Regions from separate parts of the Mus musculus genome. Here all the other regions are linked to region 4. A link is a contact called in public HiChIP or PLAC-seq data. All regions are on one chromosome and are shown on one strand. Each heading gives the region's core, a stretch centred on a gene start, on an enhancer-like site or on the middle of the called end of the contact. The rest is flanking DNA. Distances are from core to core; before and after follow the strand shown.

What was found. HiChIP or PLAC-seq counts read pairs in DNA pulled down with a chosen protein or histone mark.
Region 1: a contact with region 4 is called in an H3K27ac HiChIP or PLAC-seq map of microglia, with 7 times the contacts expected there. The contact joins the enhancer-like site here to the promoter of Hexb in region 4. A contact is called at or near these places in 5 of 115 datasets of contacts at active chromatin or transcription factors (bone marrow-derived macrophages, embryonic stem cells and microglia) and 4 of 9 other capture datasets (adipose tissue, embryonic stem cells, liver and 1 more).
Region 2: an H3K4me3 HiChIP or PLAC-seq map of bone marrow-derived macrophages shows a contact between it and region 4, with 3 times the contacts expected there. The contact joins the enhancer-like site here to the promoter of Hexb in region 4. A contact is called at or near these places in 5 of 115 datasets of contacts at active chromatin or transcription factors (bone marrow-derived macrophages, embryonic stem cells, kidney and 1 more) and 3 of 9 other capture datasets (adipose tissue, liver and macrophages).
Region 3: a contact with region 4 is called in an H3K27ac HiChIP or PLAC-seq map of embryonic stem cells, with 6 read pairs. The contact joins the enhancer-like site here to the promoter of Hexb in region 4. A contact is called at or near these places in 8 of 115 datasets of contacts at active chromatin or transcription factors (embryonic stem cells, kidney, microglia and 1 more) and 3 of 9 other capture datasets (embryonic stem cells, liver and macrophages).

The regions. Positions count from the first base shown.
Region 1 is chr13:97,566,573-97,569,272 of GRCm38.p6, forward strand. The region is part of intron 2 of Gm5086 (predicted gene 5086); the gene reads left to right. Among named protein-coding and RNA genes, the nearest start is that of Gm5086, 7.9 kb to the left of the region's middle. Within about 2 kb of position 1,274, at least 21 of the 459 cell types and tissues checked have an H3K27ac peak or open chromatin away from gene starts, as enhancers often do. A contact at or near this core is called in adipose tissue, bone marrow-derived macrophages and microglia, where this site is marked.
Region 2 is chr13:97,544,939-97,547,638 of GRCm38.p6, forward strand. No RefSeq gene overlaps it. Among named protein-coding and RNA genes, the nearest start is that of Gm41029, 7.6 kb to the left of the region's middle. Within about 2 kb of position 1,398, at least 102 of the 459 cell types and tissues checked have an H3K27ac peak or open chromatin away from gene starts, as enhancers often do. A contact at or near this core is called in adipose tissue, bone marrow-derived macrophages, liver and 2 more, where this site is marked.
Region 3 is chr13:97,600,215-97,602,946 of GRCm38.p6, forward strand. It overlaps Gm34087 (a long non-coding RNA gene), which reads right to left. Exons shown (of 5, transcript XR_873831.2): 5 at 2,396-2,474. Among named protein-coding and RNA genes, the nearest start is that of Gm34087, 21 kb to the right of the region's middle. Within about 2 kb of position 1,312, at least 9 of the 459 cell types and tissues checked have an H3K27ac peak or open chromatin away from gene starts, as enhancers often do. A contact at or near this core is called in embryonic stem cells, where this site is marked.
Region 4 is chr13:97,197,026-97,199,725 of GRCm38.p6, forward strand. Hexb (hexosaminidase B) reads right to left here and starts at 1,332. Exons shown (of 14, transcript NM_010422.2): 1 at 1,001-1,332. The coding sequence starts at 1,236.

The DNA.
Region 1 (2,700 bases), core at 24-2,523, 370 kb after region 4:
AACAGACCTAGACTGTTAACCCCTCCATTGCTGACCATTAATGTTAATAAAGCAGCAACAGGAACGCAGGTCCCTTTGCACAGCCAGGAAGCATCCTATGTGCATATCTGAGCTACCTTCTGCATCACAAGCCCTTGGTGTTTTGCTATGAAGCTTTACCTGTCATCGCTGTTTTACAAGGGAGGGGGTCAAGGTTTAGCGAGTGTATGAGTCAGGGGCCGGCCGGGCAGGTTACAACTGATCCCAGATGGGGTTAACTTGGTGACTCTAATGAAAGGACACCTCACAGAGGTAGGATGGTAGTATGGCAGTTAGCTAAGCATGTCAGGGTACCAACCTACAACAACCTTGGTAAACTGTTAAACTTGGTAAACTTGGTAAACGGGAATAGAAGGGAGGAGAGATACGATAGGCGCTTGTGAATGGACACGGCTTGTCTGGAGGGAGGGTATCACATGCATGCAGTGCCAGGCCTCCTAAGAACCACTTATACTCCCCCCCACACACAAACAAAAGCCAAAACAAACAAGCAAACAAACTAAACCAACACTGGCATATGTCCTGGAGCCAGCGGTAGCCCTGTTGTGGGCTGTAGCAGACGCTAGCCCAACTCTGCAGAAAGCTCAACCTCAGTCTTTTTCCTCCCGTCTTTTAAACCAGAAAACATCACCCACTGTAGGCCAAGACAGGACAGGTGGGTGTCAAGATAAGGACTGGAGGGACCTATAGGCCACCTCTGAGGGAGATGACTCCCTCGCCAGCCTCACTGTGTTCCCTTCTCTGAAGAGACTGTAAATTGTGAGGCCCCCAGTGCTATGCTGATTCCCTGAATTTTATTAATCATTCTTTTGTGCATGCTTCTTGGAACAATTTACTTCGGATGAAGCACAAGTATTTATTAAGACTGGACAGGGCTGGTTCACTCACGTACCAGGCTTTATAATGAGTAACACAGGCAGTAGTAGTTCTGCATGGGACAATTCTCCAAGACTCTGGGAAATTCCCGGATTGGCTAGTTGGCACAGTAATCCCCAACAAACTGGATTTGGAATAGCTAGGGGAAGTCGAGGTAGAGTTTTTGAGTAAGAAACCTGCAGACACTTTAACTGTCACCTGATTTAAAGAGGCAGAATTACATGGCGGATTAAGTGGGTGTTGGGCCCTGTCAGCCACTCTTGTTTTTGTTCATCACAGAATGATACCTTTGGCACCTCAGACCATGGCACAGAGAGCTGAGTCTTGAGCAATAAGACTCCTGCTTCAGAATCTTCCCCTTTTCACAGCCTCTGACCTTTCTGTGACCACACTGTCTTCACACACCAGAACCCAAGTTTCCTATCATTAGGCTGATTCGGAGAGAAGGCTTTTTTTGTTTTGTTTTGTTTTTAAGATTTATTTATTTTATTTATTTATATGAGTACACTGTAGCTGTCTTCAGACACAACAGGAGAGGGCATCAGATCCCATTACAGATGGTAGTAAGCCACTATGTGGTTCCTGGGACTTGAACTCAGGACCTCTGGAAGATCAGCCAGTGCTCTTAACTGCTGAGCCATCTCTCCAGCCCCTCAGTGAGAGGTCTGTAAGTAGAGGAAAATCCCAGAGTTAGAAACTTTCTATATCCTAGTAATGGCTTATTTCCTACAGCAGGTGTTAGAAGCCTTTGTATTTTCTCATCTGTGATCACAAAGTAGAGTGGGGGTGGATTTTAACCTTCATGGGAGAGCTTGCTTGGGAACTGTGGGTGAACAGGAAGTATCTTTATATTCCTAAGTCCATCAAAATCTGCCACAAGAGCCTAGCATTAGTGAGTGTGGCTCCATTAAAGAGGGATGGGAGGTGATTCTAATTGTGAGCCCAATGCTTTCAGAGCTTTTCTTCTAGTTAGTTGGAATTCTAAGAATCTGTCTCACAGAAGAGAGAATCAGAAACATAGACAAGATTTGTGTGGGTGATATTGCTTGGAAGGGTATTTTCCTAGCTGGGAGAATATTTTTCCCACGAACTGGTCACTGAATCCCAATAGAGGGACAGCAGTCTTGTATTAAGAGTGTCAACTTCTGGAATGGTGACACTTATAAAGATGAGGGGCTCTAATGATGAGCCGGAACTGGACAAAGAGATGACTAGACTGCTTAGCCAGAGTGGGAAGAAATGATCAGTCCTGCCAGGGAAGGCAGGGCTATAGGAACAGGACATCTGTAGGGGTGATGCAGGAACTATATAGAAACTTCTGGACCTGATGGGCCAAAGTTTGGGTAGCCTCCAGGATCTAACTGTGTGAGTTTACTTGAAAGAGAAAAAGAGGAGGGATACAGGAGAGAGGTTGGATGAGGAAGAGAGAGTGGTATCCATCTGGTCTTTGGACAGAACCCAGTAGCATAAACATGGGCTTATTTCCACAGAAGGCCCCTAGAATCCAACGATTCTACATGGAGATCAGGGACCAGTAGAGCAGCCTGGCCTGAAGTCATGTAGATCCAACTAAGATTTCGGTAAATGGATCTATATCTTAACGTGGTCCCAGGTAACTTGTGTGGACACTGAAGCTTGGCAAGTGCTGAACGTGGAGATAAGCATGGCCATTACATCTCCGAGTGTGAGAACAGCTGTCCACCTTGAATGTCCCTCCAGTGCAGCCCTTAGTTGGGACAGAGCATGGAAGGGGGCTAGCCTCAGTCTTGGGTGTTTGGGGGAGGA
Region 2 (2,700 bases), core at 148-2,647, 350 kb after region 4:
GTAGAGCTGTAAGCTGAAATGAACTCCGCTAATTCCTTTTGGCCGTGGTGTTTTACCACAGTGATAGAAACCCTAACTAAGACAGCAGTCATTCTTTAGTAATGGGTTTAGGATTGGTTCTAGGACCCCTGCAGATACCAAAACGCTCAGGTGCTTTAGGTGAGTATATGATCTAGCATTTGCATATCATCCATATATTCCCTCTCACACACTGTAAATCACATCTAGATTACATATAAAACCAAGTACAACATAAAGGTTATGTAAATAACTGCTGCATAACTTAGGGAATAATAGAGTCTGAACACGGCCAGCACAAGCCATTTTTTTTTTCTGTGCATTTTTGATCCACTGCTGGTTGAATCTGCAGATACAGAAGGCCAACTGGACCTTGACTACTGGCCATTGTATATGACCTGATGTTCAGTTGTAGGTTTTGTCATGTGCGGAGAAGGAAAGGAGGCTTCTGAGAGGAGCAGTGATGGGAAGGACAACAACGGCTCTGTGAGCATCCTGAGCAGATGCTGGCTTCACACTTTGCATATTTGAAGACAAGTTTATGTGGCTACAGATCACAGACGGTATGGCTGCTCCTTCCTGGTTCTGACGCTATTGAGGAAAGCTGGGTTCATAGTCTCCCCTTTTCTTTCCCCTGCATCTCACCCATTCCACTGGATGAACTCTTGATTTATAGCTCAGATTGGTCTTACTATCCTCTTGCCTCAGCCTTTTGGGTACTGGGATTATGGGTCTGCAGTACCACATCTGGCTCACATTTTTTTATCATTTACTATCACTTGACCTGGGTAGGAATTCTCATTTTGTGGTATAGCTGCTTATATAGTGTGGACTATTTCTACCTCATGAGATGGTTTTTGGCTTCAAATGAGGTTATCATATATAGATTGACTAAAGATAGAGCCAGGCACATAGTAGGTACTCAGTTAATAAGATCTGGGCCAGAAATTCCAAGATTTTGTACAGTTTGGTAGGTCTAAAGCTGACAATAATGCTTTCTTCTTCCCAAAGAGAGCACACAAAACCAAAGGCCATCAGATCAACCGGCCAGCCAAGCAGAAGGTATGGCAGCAGATGGGCATCTTATTAGGAGACACCCTGCTAGACGAGAGAGCCACTCTGTTGAGGTATTAGCATAATCTTCCTTTGAAACTTCTGCTCATAGAGAACAACACCGACTTCAAGTTGGTAAATAACTCAAAGGAATTTAATTTGCCCTGTGAAGTGTGGGTAATACTGCTTTATCTTTCAGAGAAGACGCACTGCCGCCTCCATAACATTCGTAATGAGGCCATTACCACCCGAGAGCGACTCCCTCCTGAGTTCTGACAGAGCAGTAGGCCACATGGCCGTGATTCATCTGTAAATCATGCTCTCTGTTTAAAAATCTTGGCAACTTCCTCCTTGTGCCCTGCTGTCTCTGTGGAAGGAGGAGGCATGGGAGGGAGGGAACCAAGGGAAGGGCATGAGATGTAAGGCTTGACTCTGTATTCTGTAAAACCATTACCCTTCTTCATTTCCACTAGAGTACCCCCATTTCTGCATGGTATTTTATACTCAATTAATTCCTGGAGATATTGCCAGAAACTAATGTGTTCTGTGTGCATACTGGATAACCGTGGGGATTTTAAAAAACTGTTGTTATTTGTTTAGATCATGTTTTTGCAGACAGTAGCAATATTAGTTGTTCATTTGGGGACATGGAGTAACTAGCCTGAAACTATTATTCTTTCTTTGATTTGATTCATCTATGCTTGACCCAAACGCTGTTTTGAAATAGGAAGAAAACCAAGTGTGGTGGCAGTGTTTGAAATCCATGCACTTGTGAGATTGGTGCTAGGGAGGGTGGGGTGGGGTGGCCGATGTTGGTCTGGGTGTGGTGAAACACACCTTTAATCCCAGAACTCAGGAGGCAGAGGCAGCTCGGTCTCCCTGAGTTTCAGTTTAGATAATGAATCCCATGCCAGCCACCGTTAGATCTCGAGACACTGTCTAAAAGACAAAAGCAAAGCAACTGACTGGGACTGGGGAGTGGGGGTTAGCTACTGAATTGTGTTGTGCTTTTATATGAAATAGAGACGAACACCGGTGAGTTCATAATCTTTGTGAGCCTTACTATGTGGAGACACCACAAGCTGTAGAAAACACACTGATTGGGATCAAAGTCCCTAGGTCATGACAGGCCCAGATGGCAACTGATTATTTCCGTCCTTGCCTAGCCTCTCTGCCTGGTAACAAAGGGTTTTATCACACTTTCTAATTCGTGGCCTGGGATGATAAACAGCAGAGGCTTGCTTGGAGACTGACCCATGGCCTCATGCCCAGTAGCCCTTTTAATAATAGACTTTTCCTGCCTTGTTTTTTGTATAGGTGCTAACATCAAGTTTGGGTATGCATCAGGACTCATGAGTCCTCATCTGGGTCCTCTTCCAGTACCCCACCAGCATCACCCTATTCTGGCGTCAGGCTTTTCTTTTCTGTGAATAGGAGTCAAAGCAAAACAAAAAAGGAGGTGGGCTGGGACAGCCGCTCAGTCAGTAGGGTACACGCTTGAATATCTGAGTTTGACTCTTAGTACCCATGTTAAAGAGCTACATGGTAGTGCATACTTGTGATTCCTGTACCGGGGTCAATAGAGCAGACAGATTTCCTAGGGGCTCAATGGCCATGAGGTCTAGATGA
Region 3 (2,732 bases), core at 62-2,561, 400 kb after region 4:
TGGATCCTGGAGTGCAGTCTTGGAACAGCCCACCAGGGCCTCAGTGCAGGTCTCCATGCTTTGTTCAGACATCTCCCTGCTGTGCTCCGAGAAGCTGTAGGGCACATTCATCCGCCCAGGCTCGAGGCCTTGCCTCACACTCGGCTCCTTTATCGTTTCAAGAGATTTGCACTGTGGAGGTCAAAGGGAGCAAGCCGGGCCAGGCCCCACCTCAGCACCAGCCAAAGTTGCTGTCAGCACCAGATGGAGAAATCGTCAGCCCAGCCAGGTAAGAGGCCAAGGGAAACCTCTGCCTCATCAGAAATACTTTGCATTTTTCCTCCTCTTTTTGCAGATGAGCAATGGTGAGAGATGAGTTCTGCCTTCTGAATGTGACTTCGTGGTCCATAGTGTAAGTGTGCATTATGCAGATGTTCTAAATGCATCAACACAATTCTCCAGAAAGCCCTGGAGACTAAGCTGCCTTGGGATTTTGCCACCGTAGGGTGCTCAGAGTCACACGAGCACACGGATTTACCAGTATGAAAATTATAGCAGACATCCACCAAGGCATCTGCTTTGCAAAGAACCTAAACACTAGATGCTATATCTTCTTGCATATCACCGCAGAATTAAGACTCATCTTTCTCCTTTCTGTTTATCCAGTCTGTTGGGTAAGTAGAATTGGCTAAACCAATGTTCTTCCCTTCATCAGCTCAAGTGACTTGTAGCTTCTCCCTCTTCTTTAAGGGAGGCCGTGCTGGCTCCTTGTTTTGGATGATTCTCTTGAGAGCCTTTCAAAGAGCCTGTTCTATTCTTTTTTTTCTCTCCACACAAGAACGAGTGCCATCTTCCTGCTTAGAGTGTCTTCCATGGTCTGAGGCCCACTGGAGAGCTTCCCTGGGAAACTTTTCCCCAGGTGTCTTGGGACATGAGGGAGAGAGACAAGGTAGAGAGAGGGGTGGAGGAGGGGCACCGGCTTTTATAGGAAAGTGGAGAAAACTCACCACACAGTTAATTAGAAAGTGCCATGAAGCAAGTCCAAACTTTATGGCTTTCCTAGAATTGATGACGGCTTCTAACTGGGCCTGCCCGCTCCCATGCAGGTGTGTGCAACCTCCAGGTCCATATGGTTTTTGGCTGCCCCGGGCCTCATTCTTTGTTTAGCCCAGGATCCTGTAACTGAATATCGCTTAATAACTTTTTGTAATAATGTAGCTTGAATCAGCTTCTAGGTCCAACCAACCTCTGCTTCCTACAGACTCCCGCTGTCTTCCTGGCACACCTGCAGGGAGACACAGCCCCTTGGTTGCCCCTAGGGCAATAGCTTACAATAGTCTTAGGCTTACAAAGAGGCAGCTGCGGGTTCAATGAGGGAGGAGGCCAGGGTATAGAGCTTACTCTCTAGAAGTAATTTGTTTCACTTAGGACCTGCCAGGAGGGCTGGAGTCCTGTGACTTGAAAAAAAAAAGCCAGAGTTTTTTTTACTAAAATAAAAAAAAATTATGGTAATGTATAACACACAAGCAAGCCCTGGCTTATACAATCTGATTTATAGGCACCCCTGAAGGTCCAGGTCACTTGGGAGCCCGAGAATGGTGGGGCCAGCCTTATTACCAAAGAAATTCTCTCCTTTCTCCATTTGTTGTGGTCCTGATACCCTCCCCTTCAACCCCTCTGCCCCACCTCCTTAACTAAGGGCATCACACTGGGAAAAGTCCCTTGTGGCTGCAAGTCAGACTCAGCTGGATTCCTGGTCTTAGTCCTGCAATGAGGCAAGCCTGGAGTTCCAGAAAGTGGGTGCTCATTTGATTCTTTTGGGTCTTTCTGAATTTCAGAATGTCTAAGGAGCTTTTGAAGGATACCGGTACCTGGTCTCACTGCGCTAAATAAAAAGTGTTCTGGTGAGTCCAGAGAGTCCTTGGCTGGGCAAATGATTCTCCTTGGGAACTCCCTTCAAGTAAGGTGCAGCCATGGTCACTTGTTGTGCTTTGACGTGTTTCCCTATGCCTTCTGTCCTCAGGGGTGGGGGTGGAGCTTGCTTGAGCCTATAGTGCATCCTTTGTGCCACAAAACACAAGAGCAGGTGATAGGAGGGAGGGAGGCACAAAACTGCACTTTGGTAGTTATCTAGGACTCTAAAAATAGACGCAGAATCAAGAAAGAAATAGACACATGTGTTCTGTCCCCAAAGTCCTGAGCAGGGAGCAGAGGGTCAGACATGTCCCAGAGGGTCAGCAAATGTTCCAGGAAGCCCTTACCCATGGAAGGATGCTGCCATTCAGCTGGACGGAGGCAGACTCCATGACCCTTTGGGGCTGGAGATGGAAGAACAGAGCACGGGAAGGGGTTTCACCTTTTTTGTGTTTACTCCCATCATAACGCTGATCGTGCCCAGTCCCAATCTGCACAACAGTGGCAGCTATACTAGAATTTATTTACACATGAGGACTGAAGAATCATGCTATCCATCCATTTGTATTATCTCACCACATCTGAAAAAAAGAAAGAGATAATTGATGGGTATTGATGTGTTTTATAAAACCAAGAATATGTTCTGTAGGGCACAGTATGGTGCCGTGGGAGGAGGTAACTCAGTGGGCCCATGCTGAAGCATCGTACCAGTCATATAATGGGTTTAGTATACAATAGAGTTTATTTGGGGGTGTGGGAAGGGGAGTTGAGACAGGAGTAGAGGCAGAGAGAGAGAGAGAGAGAGAGAGAGAGAGAGAGAGAGAGAGAGAGAGAGATCA
Region 4 (2,700 bases), core at 82-2,581:
GTGCTAAATGAGGCAAGGGTTTTTAGGAAACCTATTAGAGAGGAAGACAGAGCAACTACTGCCAAGTGTTGGGAAAACAAGAAGAAAAGCAGATGTTACTTAAGAGCCACTTGAAAGGCCATTTGGAAAGACTAACATTTGAATACCTAACATTATTAGGTATGGAACATAGCTCGGAAGGGGGAGGTCTCCTATAAAGTTTCAACTTAAGGTTTCCCCCATTCCCCTGACTACCACCCCAGAGCTCAGAGGTTTAGAACTCTTACTCTCTTACAGAGGACCCAGGTTCGGCTCTCAGCACCCGCATTAGGGGCTCACTCCAAAATTTCATGCCCTGGGCATCTGCAGGTATCTCCACACATGCGGTACACATAAATTCATGCAGTCATATACACTTAACGAAAAAAAAACTGAAGAGACTAAAGATATCTGAATTGTTGCCACATACGGAGCTGAAAGCGACACTGGGGATACCTAGGGCCCTTAAAAGATCCGTATCTAAGGATGCACTCAGAGGAGGTTCACTCTGCAGGCTAGGACCTTGTTCCCTCCCTATCTTTGGAGTCATCTCAACTGCCCATCTGAGGCCCAACAAACTGACTCCAGCAGAGTCACGGGTTCCATTGTTATTCTGTTTTGTTTTGGTTTTTGGAGACAGGGTTTCTCTGTATAGCCCTGGCTGTCCTGGAACTCACTCTGTAGACCAGGTTGGCCTCGAACTCAGAAATCCACCTGCCTCTGCCTCCCGAGTGCTGGGATTAAAGGCGTGCGCCACCACGCCCGGCCGTTGTTATTCGGAACCCATCCTAAGTAGGGTCCCTGAGCACCTAGGGCGCGAAAGAAGAAGCATGAACAGGTCAAGTCTTGGGCTTCAGTCTGCAAAGTTTGGACCTAAGTTAGACTGGCTAGTCATGCTGTCTTCCAGTCCTGTGAGACCCAAGTAGCCCGGCGATCCTTCTCTGTGCCCAAGGTCCCCTCCCCGCTGGGTGGGGCTGCTCACCGCCGAAACGCCTCCTGTAGCAGCGAGCAGGAAGGGCCCGCTGTGGAATTGGGACTGTGGTCGATGCTGAAGTCCTCCGCGGAGATGTACAACAGCCGCGGGAACATCTGCACCGAGCGCGGGAAGGGCCATAGCGCAGGTTGCAGTCGGGCCGGGGCCACTAGGGCCAGCGACACTAGCGACACCAGCGCCTGCAGCAGCAGCAGCCCGGGGGCGCTACGCGGGGACTGCGGCATGACTGCTCCGCGAGTCTGGCTAGGCAGTCTTTGGACCAACCTTCCAGTCTGGGTCGCTGGGAAGAAAGCATCCGTGCCCGGGTCACCAAGTCAGATGACCGAGCTCCCCGCCCGGGCTCCGCCTCCGAGAGGGGATTGGCCCGGAAATTGGGGGCAGGCTCGGTGCAGAGGCGGTCGCGCTCTAGCCGGGATGCTGGGGTGTGGCTCACGCCTGTCACGCCTGAGGAACTTGTTTGTGCAGCCCACTGACAGGCAAGACCTGTCTCTTCCTCCACTCTTCAGGTAGTGTTTTTGTCACTAAATCTGACGGTGGTGGACTCTGATTGATAAAACCTCCCGAGTCAGAATTCCCAGGAGTTGACTTTGGAAGTAATGGGAGGTTAAAATTTATGCATGGAAAAAAAAATAGATAGGGGGAGCATTTAAAACTTGGGATAGACGCGATGGACTACATAAATATTAAAGTGATACAAAGAGAATATTTCTGTAGTGGAGATTAATGTCGATGTATAGTTTTCCAAGGACCTTTATAACGATTAGCTAGGGCGAACGTGCATATGTGTAATCAGAGATTACAGTATGTCTAATCACAGGAAGGCAACTTAGTAAGTAAATAGATGCTAGAAGATTGCTGGAGAGATGGCTCAGCAGTTAAGAACTCTGTTCTCAAAAAGAACCGGGGGGGGGGGTCAATTTCCAGCACCCACTTGGTGGCTCACAACTGCCAATAACTCCAGTCCCAGGGAATACTTCACCCTTCTGGCCTCTGAGGTTACCAGGCACGCATGTGGTACACAGATGTACATACAGATAAAACACCCATACACATTGTGGGGGCTATTCCCGGTTGTCATCTTGTCTATATCTGGAATGAACTACAATCTAGAATTAGAGGGCTCACCTGTGATCCAGATCTTGAGGCTGGGAGACACAAGATTCTGACCTAGATCTTGACACAGAGATCTTGAGACATAGTGGCCATGAAAAGCTTAGGCCCAGGCTAGGTAGGACACACCTTTAATCCCAGGAGAATGAGGCAAGGAGAGCTTTGAGTTCAAGGTCAGCCTGGAACAAAGCAAGTCCCAGATCCAAGCCTGTTGGTATTTACCTTATAATCTGGGCCACACCTTCTGCTGAGGCCTACATAAGGACTTTGGAAGAAGGAGGATTCATTCTTCGCCTGCTTGCACTTAGTTGCCAACACATCTGTTAGAACCTACTTCTGCAGAAGACCAGCTGAAACAATGAGCCTCGTGGGCCTGAGCAGCTACTAGACTCTTGGACTTCCTATTCACAGCTGACCATTGTTGGGTTAGTTGGACTACAGGCTGTAAGTCATCACAGTAAATTCCCTTAATATTTGGAGACATTCTATAAGTTCTGTGACTCTAAAGAACCCTGACTAATACACACACAGGAAAAAAAAATTTTTTTAAAAAAAAAGAAGACTGCTAAGTAGTTCAA